2 separate regions of the Drosophila melanogaster genome follow, and region 2 is linked to region 1. The links are chromatin contacts, called in public Hi-C maps. All regions are on one chromosome and are shown on one strand. The core of a region is the stretch at or near the end of the contact, and the rest is flanking DNA. Distances in the headings are between cores, read along the strand shown. Region 1 holds the start of Mp (Multiplexin). Region 2 holds the start of Hn (Henna).

Evidence for each region. Hi-C and Micro-C count contacts between places; a contact is called where the count stands out from the background.
Region 2: a contact with region 1 is called in a Hi-C map of the Kc167 cell line, with 2.0 times the contacts expected there. The contact joins the promoter of Hn here to the promoter of Mp in region 1. A contact is called at or near these places in 2 of 107 Hi-C or Micro-C datasets (the Kc167 cell line and gastrula embryo).

The regions. Positions count from the first base shown.
Region 1 is chr3L:6,994,485-7,000,632 of dm6, forward strand. Mp (Multiplexin) reads left to right here and starts at 4,359. Exons shown (of 20, transcript NM_001300033.1): 1 at 4,359-4,519; 2 at 5,151-5,351.
Region 2 is chr3L:7,756,847-7,763,836 of dm6, forward strand. Hn (Henna) reads left to right here and starts at 3,607. Exons shown (of 5, transcript NM_079239.4): 1 at 3,607-3,810; 2 at 4,717-5,389; 3 at 5,448-5,710; 4 at 5,776-6,005; 5 at 6,066-6,320. The coding sequence starts at 3,781. The coding sequence ends at 6,228. CG32373 reads left to right here. Exons shown (of 9, transcript NM_206297.3): 3 at 137-333; 4 at 446-741; 5 at 807-918; 6 at 982-1,107; 7 at 1,185-1,775; 8 at 1,874-2,097; 9 at 2,163-2,277. The coding sequence starts at 264. The coding sequence ends at 2,204. It overlaps Clk (Clock), which reads right to left. Exons shown (of 8, transcript NM_079240.3): 8 at 6,387-6,990.

The DNA of each region.
Region 1 (6,148 bases), core at 3,109-5,608:
TTACTAAAATACATCCAAATTCTATAGCAATTTAAATAATATAAAGAAATTTCTTCGGTAATTAACTACATACATATTAATTAATCACACAAATTATTTTAAGTAACAATTTGAAAAGAACATATTTTCGGCGCCAATTTCCGCAGTTGCCAACCCTGATATTTTCCCATTCCGGGAGCTGCCATCCTATTTTCTAAGGATGTTGGGTGTTGCCATTTTGCTTTTAAAGGAGAATAACAAAACATTTAATTTTGAAGCTTACTGGAAATTACAATTCAAAAATTAATAAATTAGGCCGCATACAAAATTTCATCTTTAAGATGTAAGAGCTCATTAGCTAATTCTCGAACCATTTTTTGGCGCCATCTGTTGTGGGCTCAAGTAAGTTTCGAAAACAATCTTTTTGTTGCATACTTTTATATGCCTTCTAATATATATCACATAAAAGTCTTCACTTTTTTATATATATTTATTTATTTAGAAGCGATGAATCAATACAATGCAGTAACAGTAACATAACAGCGCAATTAACATATAAAAGATAAAACCAAACCTCTCACTAATCATGTGAGGACTTACAACTATGTCTCATATTTCGAGGGGGTCTTTAGGGTTGTCCAAGTGTTTTGGCGAAACCCTTCCTTTTTAATCTCCTTAGAGGCCTAGCAGGGAGTAAGCGTCTAGCAAGTATACTGTGGTGTCGTCTTAGTCTATCACTATATCTGCTGGTGTGCCTGGAGATCTGCTCTTCCACTGTATGAAGATTCAGATCACGGTGAAGGGTAGTGCCACGTACATAGTATGGGCAGTCTGTAATTGCACGCATGGCACGATTTTGCAATACCTGAATGCGGTTGTAGTTGGATTTTGCTGCAATACCCCAGATCTGTATTCCGTACAGCCAGATCGGGGCTACGCAGTGGACGTAAACTGCTCTTTTGGCTCTCAGTGTCATGGTGCTTTTTCTGTTTAACAGCCATCGAAGTTGTTGCATCCTTTGAAAAAGTCTTCACTAAAACCCATATTAATTTCCCCGAATTTAAAGCGCCATCTATGTCTTAGAAAGTATATATTCGAATGGGCAAAGGTACAAAAAGCGAATTCGAAGGACGAAAATCGAATTTTAACAGTGAGAACACTTTTTCTTTGCCGTGTTATTTTCAGAATAAAAATTGCCTAGCTGTTTGTGAGTCTCCGTGGCACATACACACATATATAGTTTTTCATGCATACAAATAATGAATATTGAACAACGAAACTAAACGCAATAAAATTATTTTGATATTTAAATTCAAAATGCAAATTATCACTTGACTTAATAGGGTAAATGGATTATCTCAATCGATGCGAATCCAGTGTGATGCTAATCAACAGCATCCAAATTTTTAGCACATATTAGGCGCTTTTATATTGGGTCTATAAACGTTCAAGAAATAATAAACTGGGCTATAAAAAAAGAGTCCAGCAGGTTTAGAAATACCCAGAAAAATAAGGCGACATTTTATTGGTGATAATCAGTTTTAGTTAACATCAAGTATATGTGCATAGCAGACTTCTTTTGTTAACAAACATCGAATTTGAGCGCCACACTATAAAATCTGCTTGATCTCAGGACTAAAAGCGGAAATGTGGCTATCATATAATCAAACTTATATGCAATCGGATTCTTGCTTAAATGCAAATAAACTTCAACTTTCGATGATTAAAGTCAAGGCAAATCAGGTCGTTATTTATGTAAATTTTGCATGTTTTGGTTTGAATTTTCGGGTTTTCGGGTCATTTACTCTAGAATTGTGGATATCTATAAATGGTGTCTGAAACGAGGCATAAGTGCTAATCAAAAGACCCGATAAGAATGTTGTAAGCCAGGTTTCGCCAGTTTAATAAAAATACTCAAAAAGATCGGAGATTTAGATTAAGGGTTTTAAGAAGTCGTTCGATTCCGAGACTAATTGAAAAATCAGCTAAGCTAGTACTAAATGCAATGATTATATTTATTGTTGTTTTCTCAGAAATGCGCTTAATGTTTATTTGTTTCAGCTTCAGTTTTAGCGTTTTATGCAAATCAGCAGCTGAACAAGTTTACGTTCGCTTTGAGACTAACTTCGTTTTTTTGTGGCGGTTATTTTGTTTAACGATTACTCACGGTTTTTTGTTTGGCCCAAAATGTCCAAATGGCATTTGTTTCGTTATTCTTTTATTTTGTTTTGTTTCTGCCTCGGTTTGCCGTATTCAACAGGTGGGCATTTACAAGAGCCGCCGCACAAAAAAAAAAGACACAAGTATTTGGCGAAAGATCTATGCAAATTCCAATGCTCTGTCTGGCTCACAGTGCGTATACGCGACGGGCTGAAATGCTACAGGGGCGTAAAGGACCAGTTGGTCCGATGCACGGTCAGTTGGCCATTAAACAGATTACATGTTTGGCCACTGATTCACTGCCACTAAGAGGCGCTTAAACCCGGCGACAACAACAAACTGCCGCGATAACAACTGCAATCAGCGCGTATTACACAGAGAAAAATATATGCGCGACATTCCATATATTGGTTATCTATTAATGTAACGTAATATATGTATGTATTTTTTTGGAGATAACTCATATTCATATATTCATATTCGTAAAATAACTTTGCAGTTGATTCGAAGAAATAAAAATTTTTTTGACATCATTGCGCTATTGAATGAAATTGCTTTTAGTAGATAACCTTATGTTATAGGCAAAACATTTTTCTCAGTGTCTGAGACGCAGGCCGGCTTCGGAGTTGGAAAAAAAATGGCCAGACAAACACATCGCCGGCCAAATGGATGCACAGGCATGCCGGCGAAGGCAGTTCAAGTGCACATGGCCAACATGAGCTGCGATGCTGCGATGCTGTGATGCTGCTTGAATAAACAATTGGCGGGCTTTGGGCAGTCGGCGTGCAAACAACGCGACTCTTGTGGCAGAAAATGGTCGAGGGGGGGGGGGTGTTTGGGGAATACCCCCATCCAAAAGGGGAAGGGCCGGGTGGAGACAACACGTTGCAAGTTCGATAAATGGCCGGCTCTTTAAAATAAAGTTTGCTTGCAATGGCTTTCTGATAAGGCTGACAAAATTACGCATACGCCGCATGTGCCCGCGTCGCAGTCGACGTCGACGGCGCTCTCTTTCTCTGCCAACACACACACGCGCTCTCTCTCTCTCTCTCTTTCTCTCTGGCTCTTTTCCTCTCTCAATTTTTTTTTGCCCAACAACTTGTATGAATGTGTTTTCAGTTTTTCCGGCTTTTTTGAGTTTTGAGCCTTTCGAGCCTTTTGCGATTCAACTATATCAACTGCTTTTCAATTTATTTATAGAATTTCAAATGAGGCGCCGGTGCGTAGTTGTTGCTGGAAAATTATGCTTAGTTTTATTACGTATAAATAATTAAGACGGCCAACTTGCCACAGCACATGTGGGACCAGGGGCATGTGTTCACTATGTTTTCCCGCCCCTCCAAAAATTTGTCGACTTCTTCGCACTTGTAGCCTTATCACTTTCCTATGGCCCACGTACCTTTCAAAGCCGCTTGGGAACTAATTTGCGCTGCTGTCCTGCCCGCTTTCCCTTGCCAAAGTTAAACGAAAGTGTTGCCCCGTATGGTTCGTCTCTCCAGTTGGCCCTATTTATAGCCAAGTGGTCGGTGCAAAGACGACAGCAGGGAGAAGTCGGAAAATGCTGAAGCCATAAGCACCTGCAGTCGCTGCACCTTGCAGCGGAAAATTGCCGCTTTGATTTGGCTTGCAGGAAATTCGCGTTACTGGAAATATTGTTCATAAAACGGTTTATGATATCATGTATACCGCCAGTTATATCGAGTGAGAATCATAAATTCTAGAAATTCAAATTTCTTTGAAAAGAAACTAAGAATAATGCTTATCAGTTTTTTGTTGAAAATATTGTTTTCGGAAGTACAACTATCGTTGGTTTTTTGTTAAATATAATTAATTCAATTTAATTTCATTTCATTTCCGCAATTTTGCTCATCGTACACAACGTTTAGGATACTCGTAGAAAGTCAATTAAATTCGTTCAGTTTGCACCTCAAATATTGGCTCAGCAAAACAAAATTGCACTAGCTGTTTACTAAATCGAAAACTCGATTTAAATTCATTTAAATTTAAAAGTTATCTACCATTTCGAGTGCCTTAAAACAATGCTTTTAATTGCATTTCGAATTTCGCGTTCCATTAGTATCTGTATAGGTATCAGCGACAAAAGTATCTGCCAAAATGTATTTACCATAGACGGCAAACGGTAGCATTTTGATTTCGGCATTCTCCCGCTGCCGACTGCGCTGCCAGCTGCTCTGCCGGCTGCCAGCTTTTCAGGCCTCAGTCTCAGTCTCAGTCTGAACGCTGAACGGAGCGCATCGCAGGGCACCCACACGCGAATTGAGTGCCGGCCACAACGAAGCGTGCTCCCCTGCGAAACGAAAAACATACAACTCGCGAATTTGCCGGCTGAGATTGGTACACTGCGAAATAAAACGAGATTGTGCGTTAAATGAAAGAAGAAAAAAAAAACGTAGCTTGAAAATATTAAAAATATTCATAGAAAAAGTGCATTAAAAATACAATTTTAAAGCGTTTTAAATAAACTCGTAGACTTCAGCGTACTAAAACCAAACACACTGAACAAATTGTGCTAATAAACATACATTTTAAGAGTCGTAAACAATTTTAATCAACAAAAAGTCACATAATTTATATTTCATATTAATGTCAATTATTTTTGATAAAGCTTTTGATGTAGAGGCAAACTTTTAATGAACGCAAAATATATACCGCTTCGATTTCTTTCTTAAAACATTTCAGACAAGCAAACCGTGAATCTTGAACACTCATTTTTTATGAAAAAAAGACAAATTAAATTTTCAGTGCACTTTTGATTGCGAAACTTAGTTGTCCCCCACAGCCGATCGGTCCACTTTGTGTTTTGTGTTCAGAAATCCTTCGGGCTGCCTTTGTGGCTCCTGCTTTGTGCCATTATTGGATTGGACAATGACTGGCCAATGTCAATGCCATCTCGAATGACCAATCATTGTCTGCCCATTTGGTCACTTCCATTGATCTTCCCCAAGTACACCCCTTTATAAATCCCCGTTTTGTTCCCCCGTTTTGTGTAGTGTAGTGAATTACAAGAACGGAATAACCGAGAGTATATATATAGAAAAGGAAGCCGGGGCTCAAAAGAAAAGTGTCCGAAGGCTTTGTGAAAAGTGTCCTGCTGCTGGAAACTGTCGCCCGAAACTATGCAGCAGTGAAAAAGGCCCACTTCCGCCAGGAAATACGTGGAAATATTCAGTGCCATTCAGCTGGAGACTGAGGTAAGTCCGCCCAACTATTTTTAAGCGATTACCCTTTGATGGTCACGTAAATGGGTGTACGTCCAAAAATTCCATATTGCCCAACAAATCCACTTGAAGTCGGACATTCGTAATGATAATTGCAAGTGCGGGAAATGCATTTTCGCTTGTGGTAATCTCGGCCAACGATTAGCTTTGCTTTTATTTACTTATTAAATAACATTTAGTTTTTCTCCATTTCTGCCGATATCATAATCGACCCATTCATGACGACAAACAAAATAGCCGACAAACAAACAAAGCAAAAACAACGGCAATGAACTGAAAATTAACTATGCATATTTGCGCAGCTCATTAATAAATATAACTAAGAGTCTATTGGTTTAAAAGAAGAAGCAATATTCGGCTTTTGGTTTGCCCTTGACGGATTTATTTGGCCATCTGTTGGCTCAAATATTGGCAGTATGTCTGCAATCTTGATTTAAAATCATACAAAATGTTTGCACATTATATTCACGTTTAAGGGTACTGACTTACGGATAAGTCAGCACTTCTGAAAATAACTATTGATTTGCTTACATAAAAGGAAATATAAAGGGTTATAATGCTAAAGAAAACCAACAACTCATTCTAATTTATGCCTAAAGAAAAGAACATTTAAATGTTTCTATTGCTGCAAAGTTTCTTTTAAAGTTTTCCCTATACCATCTGCAGTTTTTCTTTGCCTATCTTTATATTTTTTTTTTAGCTTCAATATTTTGTCGGCATTAGGAGTTCCCACATTAATGATCTTTCAACAGCATTATGTCGATGAAGTC
Region 2 (6,990 bases), core at 2,357-4,856, 760 kb after region 1:
GAAAAAAAGTAAAAATACATGTTCATAGATGGCAACTAAAATTAAATACAATTACTAACATCTGTTACTCACAATATTCTAAATATTGTAAATATTATTGCGTTTATTTTTTAATTAATTAAGTGTGTACTTTTAGGCAGACATTTTAATGCAAGTTGGTGACAAGCGCCTCAATGGGAGACACTTGATTAAACAAAACGTTTACTTTCGGCTGATGTTTTCTTAAGTAATCCAATCATGAACATGTTTATATAATTATTGAAATGGTGCAAAACAGAATGTCGACATCAGTGATTGTTTTGTACGCGCTTATGTGTATCGCATTTTCCACAGGTATGTTGTGAATCCATTATAACATAACCATAAGTAAGAAAAATTTCTATTATATACAATTATTTATTTATTTATTTGAATTACATTGATTTTTAATGCATTAATTTTACAGCTTCGTTAAATGATATTCCCGAAATCACCCCCGCAATAGATAACAATTTATCTTTTCAATACGACGATACCTGCTGGACTCCTCCGAGGATTAAAAATGCTAAGGCATCCGTCAAACTTCGCCGAAATGGGGAACATGTCTTTCTTGTGACCTATTATTCCTGCCGCGTCAACTACAAACTCAAACGTGCCAAAGATAATGCACTCTATTGCTCAAATGGTATATGGCTTGGTTTGAAACCCAATTGCATAAAGATTGGTAAAGGAAACACGCATTCAATGAAGCAAAAAAAAATGGTAATGATTTTTTGGAAACTGATCTCTTGATCATAAGATACATTTATAAGTCGTCTTTATTGTAGAGATGCAGGATTGATAATGGTGGTTGCGCTCATATATGTAACAGATCAACTCATAAATGCGAATGCTATGAGGGTTATACACTGAATTCCACCGATTTAAGAAGCTGTAATGGTAGGTACACATTTTTTAATCAATATATCCTTAAGATACACTAAGCTTTATCTTCTGTTTCAGATATCGACGAGTGCAAGGAATCGAATGGCGGCTGCTCTCAAGTTTGCAACAACCTTCCTGGTGAATTCATATGCACCTGTAATAGTGGTTTTGAAATAGACGAAAGTGATGAAAAAACTTGCTTGGGTAAGTACTAAAAAAATTATGTCGAAATCTATAAGCAAAACAAAAAAATACCTATAAATTTACTTACCACCTTCTAGACATTGATGAGTGCGCTGATCCCGAACTATCGTGGGACTGTACGGCTGGATGTAAAAACCTAAATGGAACATACAAATGCCTTCCGTCACTGGTGGGCAGAGTTGAGCCCACCGACGGCGATGGTTTCTCCCCGGGTGAAATAGTGTGCAAGTCCGGATTCAAGCTGTCCGACGATGGCAGTGAGTGTCAGGACATTAACGAATGCGATTTGGCGGATATTGATTCAGATTCTTGGCGAATGACTTACCGTTACTGTGAGCACAAATGCGAGAATACGGTAGGTTCCTATATCTGCCATTGCCCCCAAGGATATCATCTACTCGATGATCAAAATAGTTGTATTTTGGATGGCTCCAAATTACCGCCATCGAAAGACGCGCCTGTCAGTCAGGAAGCACCAAGAAAGGATATATGCCCTTTGTTTAAGGGACCAGCCAACGGAAAGGCTTCTTGCGATAAGTATCTCCAAAATGGCTTCAACTACACTCGTTGCAATATTACCTGCAACGCGGGTTATATCATGCAGGGCTCACAATTTGCGGTTTGTGGACACACCGGACTTTGGTCTAGTCCAGAAGCCAAGTGCGTGGGTAAGTACACATCAATGTACAATGTACAAACAATTTAAGTTAGTGCTATAGGATTTTATAAGACACATTATGTATTTGCTATTGCATCCTATTTCTAGAATCCCTCGCATTGAGTTGTCCAGTTTTGACACCCCCTCGCAATGGACGTTTCTATCCTGCAAGCTGCAATAATGAACCATCCAAATCACTCGCGATTTGTGAACTGTTATGTGATCGAGGCTATTTGCCCAGAATGGACACACAGCTCATTTGTGCGGCACCATGGGGCTGGATCCAAAGAAGATGGCAGGACAATGTGCCACAATATGTGTTTCAGCAATCAGTAAGACTGAGTAACCTAACTATAACACATATTTACATTTTACCTTTACGCATTTAATTTTTTAGGTGAAACAGGACGAGGGCTGCGTGAAGATCGCTCCGCCTTAACCGGATTCCACAAAGCCGTTAATTTATTTTAACATATAAAACGACAAAAAAAATAAAAATAAATTTAACCTACACTCCTGCACTGAAGCGTGCATTGATTTTGTATTGACTATCAGTCTTGGTGTGTAAAAATCAATGAAGATGTAAAACTTTTGACATGTAGAACAGATGTTTAATATTCTCCGCTGAAGACAAATCTTGTAAGCAAACGGTACAGATAGGGCTTGCTTGTTTTTCGGATGTTTAAGCATCGTCATCATAGATCACTCCCATTTCGTCTTGATTTTGGAGTGTATTGAAAGTGGATTATCAATTCGGTCTACATAAAATATTAGCCTTAATACCCTCATTGTCTTCAAAAATGACCTGATTTCTTTGCCTACTTTTGGGCCTAAATCAATGCTTTTTAGGATTGACAAAAAACATATCTAAAAATAGAAATAAGAATATTGAAACATTTTATGTCGGAAGTAAAGACATGGTATAGATATGGTTTATTGCTTTAGCTTTTGTAAGCTCTTGTAATATTACATCAGCTTAAATTTCGGGGTTATCTGTTGACGTGCTTATACCGAGTGAACTCTGAACTTGAAACAATAATAAACCTACTCATAGATTAACAATTACAAGTGGGTACCACAATGTAAGTCACCTAGACTTAAGGAAAGCGTATTACCATTTAAAAGACAAAATCCGACAAAAAGTTCGGGTGAGTGTAACGATTGGACTAATTGATTCCAGTCAATCTGATGTGGACCGCAAGTATAAAAAAAAAACCAAGAGTAGCGCGTGCCAGGCCCACTTGGAGCTATTCACTACTGAAATAATTGCCCTGAAATGCCGTTGAACTCGTTTGGTTAGAACCTGTCATTAGAAAAACACAGCCCAGATTATTCAGTATGATTTTTTGCAAAACAAAGCAAATCTAAAACTAGCTGAAATAATGTTTTGTTAATTTGGACCCCAGCAGAGGGGCGAGTCTTAGCTGATAATATTTCCAAAATACAGTGGAACATGCGAAAAGGAAGTGCTTTGGGTTCTTCAAAAGTAAGAAAACATTGTTTACGATATTATATTTTATCTATAGAAAACTGTGCCTAAGTTCCAGGAACACAGATCTATAACATTCAAAACTGGTTTTTCGAATCAGGCGTTCCTTTTTTTCGTATTTTGAATTATGGATGCTAGACTGTATTTAAGCCTCAACATTTAGATTTGATCGGCTAGACGACGGCTTCTGTAATGAAGCTGAATACTGAAATGGGATTTTAGGCCCATCGAGACACTGGGCACTGATAACCCCGCAGCCGCAGAGCCATAGCCGCGATTGGATCGCATGTGGATGCCGTTCCAAGATCATTTACTCGCCCGATTGCCCGCGATATTATTTGTATTTTTTACTGGTTTCAGTTCGGATTGATTTTCGTTTGGGCTCAGCTATGGGGCCTATCGAAAAGTCTATTTAAGCGCGCGATTCATAGAGAAATTAAATCAGTTTTAATTCGTTTGCTGAACGGATCGTTCGCCATCGGTTTTATTGTACTTATCAGTGGAGAAACCCGAGAATCTTGTGAAAATGTACCAGCGGCAGGTCTCCTTTGATAAGGTTTGTTGCTTCGGCGAGAGTCCTCTGTGCACCCGGTATAGAAAGTGATCCGTAAAATAGCTAATAAATTAAAAACAATAACAAGTTTATTATTCTGCGTTCTCAGCATGAACTTGTCCAACCTTTGAGGAAAAAAAATTCAAATAAAATATAATTTTATTATTTTGATTGAAATGAGAATGCGGATCTATAATGTATAAAACCTGTCATGGAATTGGGTTAGTTCGCAATAGTTCTAGACAAAGGAAAACAGAGTGGTGTCTGGGACTCCTAGTGGTTTATTTTATTTTCGCTCCTAAACAAGTAGTTTATTAATGTGTTTTGTAGAGTAAAACCTGAATTAAGACGTCAGGCGCATATATTGGAAGTAGAAACAGTACAGCTTAATAAGATGTCATATAAATACATTAAGAACAAATAATTCAGCCCTGTTAGAGGACCTTGTTATGGCTCAAGATCTTGCAAAGTATACTACTTGGGAGACCTTCCCACAGATACAGCACACCAAGTTCTAGGCCGAGTCCTTGGCAATATGCGCTGATTGCCATTGCGGTCGGACCTAAACCTTCAATATGGGGGTTCAAGCCAAAACACAAACAATCTCAATGATGCAGATCTGAGGCAAGTACTACAATTACAGTTCGTTGGCTCATATAAGGCTTCGGTTAAATGATTATGCGATTTGGGCCCTGGTAGCCTCTGTAATAGGAGATTTGCTGATAGACATTGCATAGTCATAAGAGCAGAGAAATATTATCTATATTAAATAGTTTGGCTTGACTGCTCGTTTAGCCCAGGTCACTCGGAGTCAATCTGTCAAATTTCCAATGATGCAATGGCTGTTTTCCCAAACAGCAAAAATATAAACCGTAAATATTTTTTAAATTACCAATGAATTTATTACAGCCAACGCGCGTAGAGGATTCGGCTTACATAGTCGAGGGTGTAGATATTAAGGAGGCCAGGAACACCTGTCTTCTGTTTTCGCCCAAGGATTCGTCGTTGTCCAGCGGAGCTTTGGCCAACATTTTGGCCATCTTCAAGAAGCATGACATAAACCTGGTGCATATTGAGTCGCGTTCCTCGCTGCGTGTTCCCGGTTATGAGTTTTTCGTGGAGGCCGATGGAAAATCGGGAGCCTTGGGAAAAGCCATCGAGGATGTGAAGGAGCAGTGTAGCTACTTTAACATCATTTCGCGTGACTACAAGGATAATGCCACGGCTGTGCCCTGGTTCCCGCGGCGTATACGCGATCTGGATCGTTTCGCCAATCAGATTCTGAGCTACGGATCGGAGCTGGATGCCGATCATCCTGGTTTTACCGATCCGGAATACCGCAAGCGTCGCAAGTACTTCGCCGACATTGCCTACAACTACAAGCATGGCGAGCCCTTGCCCCATGTGGATTACACCAAGGAGGAGATCGAGACCTGGGGCATTATCTTCAGGAATCTTACGAAGCTGTATAAGACACATGCCTGTCGCGAGTACAACCACGTCTTTCCCTTGCTGGTGGACAACTGTGGATTCCGAGAGGATAACATTCCCCAGCTGGAGGATGTGTCCAACTTTTTGAGGGGTTAGTTCGATTACTGCCCATTAGATAGAATTCGTAACATTAAATTGCTGCACTTCAGATTGCACAGGTTTCACTCTGCGTCCAGTGGCTGGACTACTCAGCTCTCGGGATTTCCTGGCTGGACTGGCCTTCCGCGTCTTCCACTCCACTCAGTATATCCGACATCCCAGCAAGCCCATGTACACACCGGAACCAGATGTCTGCCACGAGCTGATGGGCCACGTGCCGCTTTTTGCAGATCCAGCTTTTGCCCAATTCAGTCAGGAGATCGGGCTAGCTTCCCTGGGAGCACCCGATGATTACATTGAGAAATTGTCCACCGTAAGTGGCTCTTTGCTCTAGGCTAACAAAGGATAACTGTGTGATGCGTGAATTCTTTCTTTCAGATCTTCTGGTTCACTGTTGAGTACGGCGTGTGCCGCCAGGAGGGTGAGTTGAAGGCGTACGGAGCTGGTCTGCTGTCCTCCTACGGGGAACTGGAGTATTGCCTCACGGACAAGCCGCAGCTGAAGGACTTTGAGCCGGAGGTCACTGGCGTCACCAAGTATCCCATTACTCAGTTCCAGCCTCTGTACTATGTGGCCGATAGTTTCGAAACCGCCAAGGAGAAGACCATGTAAGTTACTAGGCCTAAACATATCTAACGAAAGTGTTAAATAACTTGAATTACTTTTAGTAAATTTGCGAACTCGATTCCCCGACCCTTTGGTGTTCGCTACAATGCCTATACTCAGAGTGTTGAGGTTCTCGACTCGAAGCCCCAGATTTCGAATCTGATGGACAACATTAACTCCGAGTTCCAGATTCTTCAGAATGCCGTTGCCAAGCTGCGCGTCTGAGTAGAATTCATATACATTTTTTACTCCCTCTCTTTACTTACTATTAAGAATGAATCAAATAATAAATAACATGCAATTATGTAAGTTTTTGTAACTGTTTTTTGTTTTGCTTTATTACAACTCTGTATCGATAATGTTCTGGTTTTTTTTTTTGGTTTGGTTAGCATGTTCAATTACATTTTGTTGTTAAGCTCTTTTGAAAAACATATAAACAGTTATGTACAAAATGGGTCTACATTATCCTCATCGTATTTACAGGCTTAAGCAAGTTCTAACGACTCGTCCTATAGGTATGTACAAATCTTAAACATTGAGCTAACTAAAATTATTAAGGTAGTTGTAGTTGAGTTTAAGATAGTTTGTTTCCATTTACAAGTTCTAAGTTTAAAGCATTTGGCTCTTTATCAGCTGCAGATCGAAGCATATTCGAACGAACTTTTCCAACAGTAAAATGGTAATGCAGGGGAAATTGTAATAATGATTGAACTAATGGCATTTCAGCTGTCAGAAAAGATCGGGCCTAAAGAAAACTTATGGGAATATCTTCACAGCAAAATAAATGTCAGTTGCAATCTCAACCTGAGTTATGAGTTATACATACATAATAACACTAAATCGTACGATAAATATCATTTTTGACCTCAATGACGAAGCCCAGTCTTGAAAATAATATGGAATTGAATTAGCTTTGCTCAACTCGTTTGCTTGTTAGTCGCTTCTCAGTATATTAGAATACAAATAACTTAGGATTAGGTTTTAAGG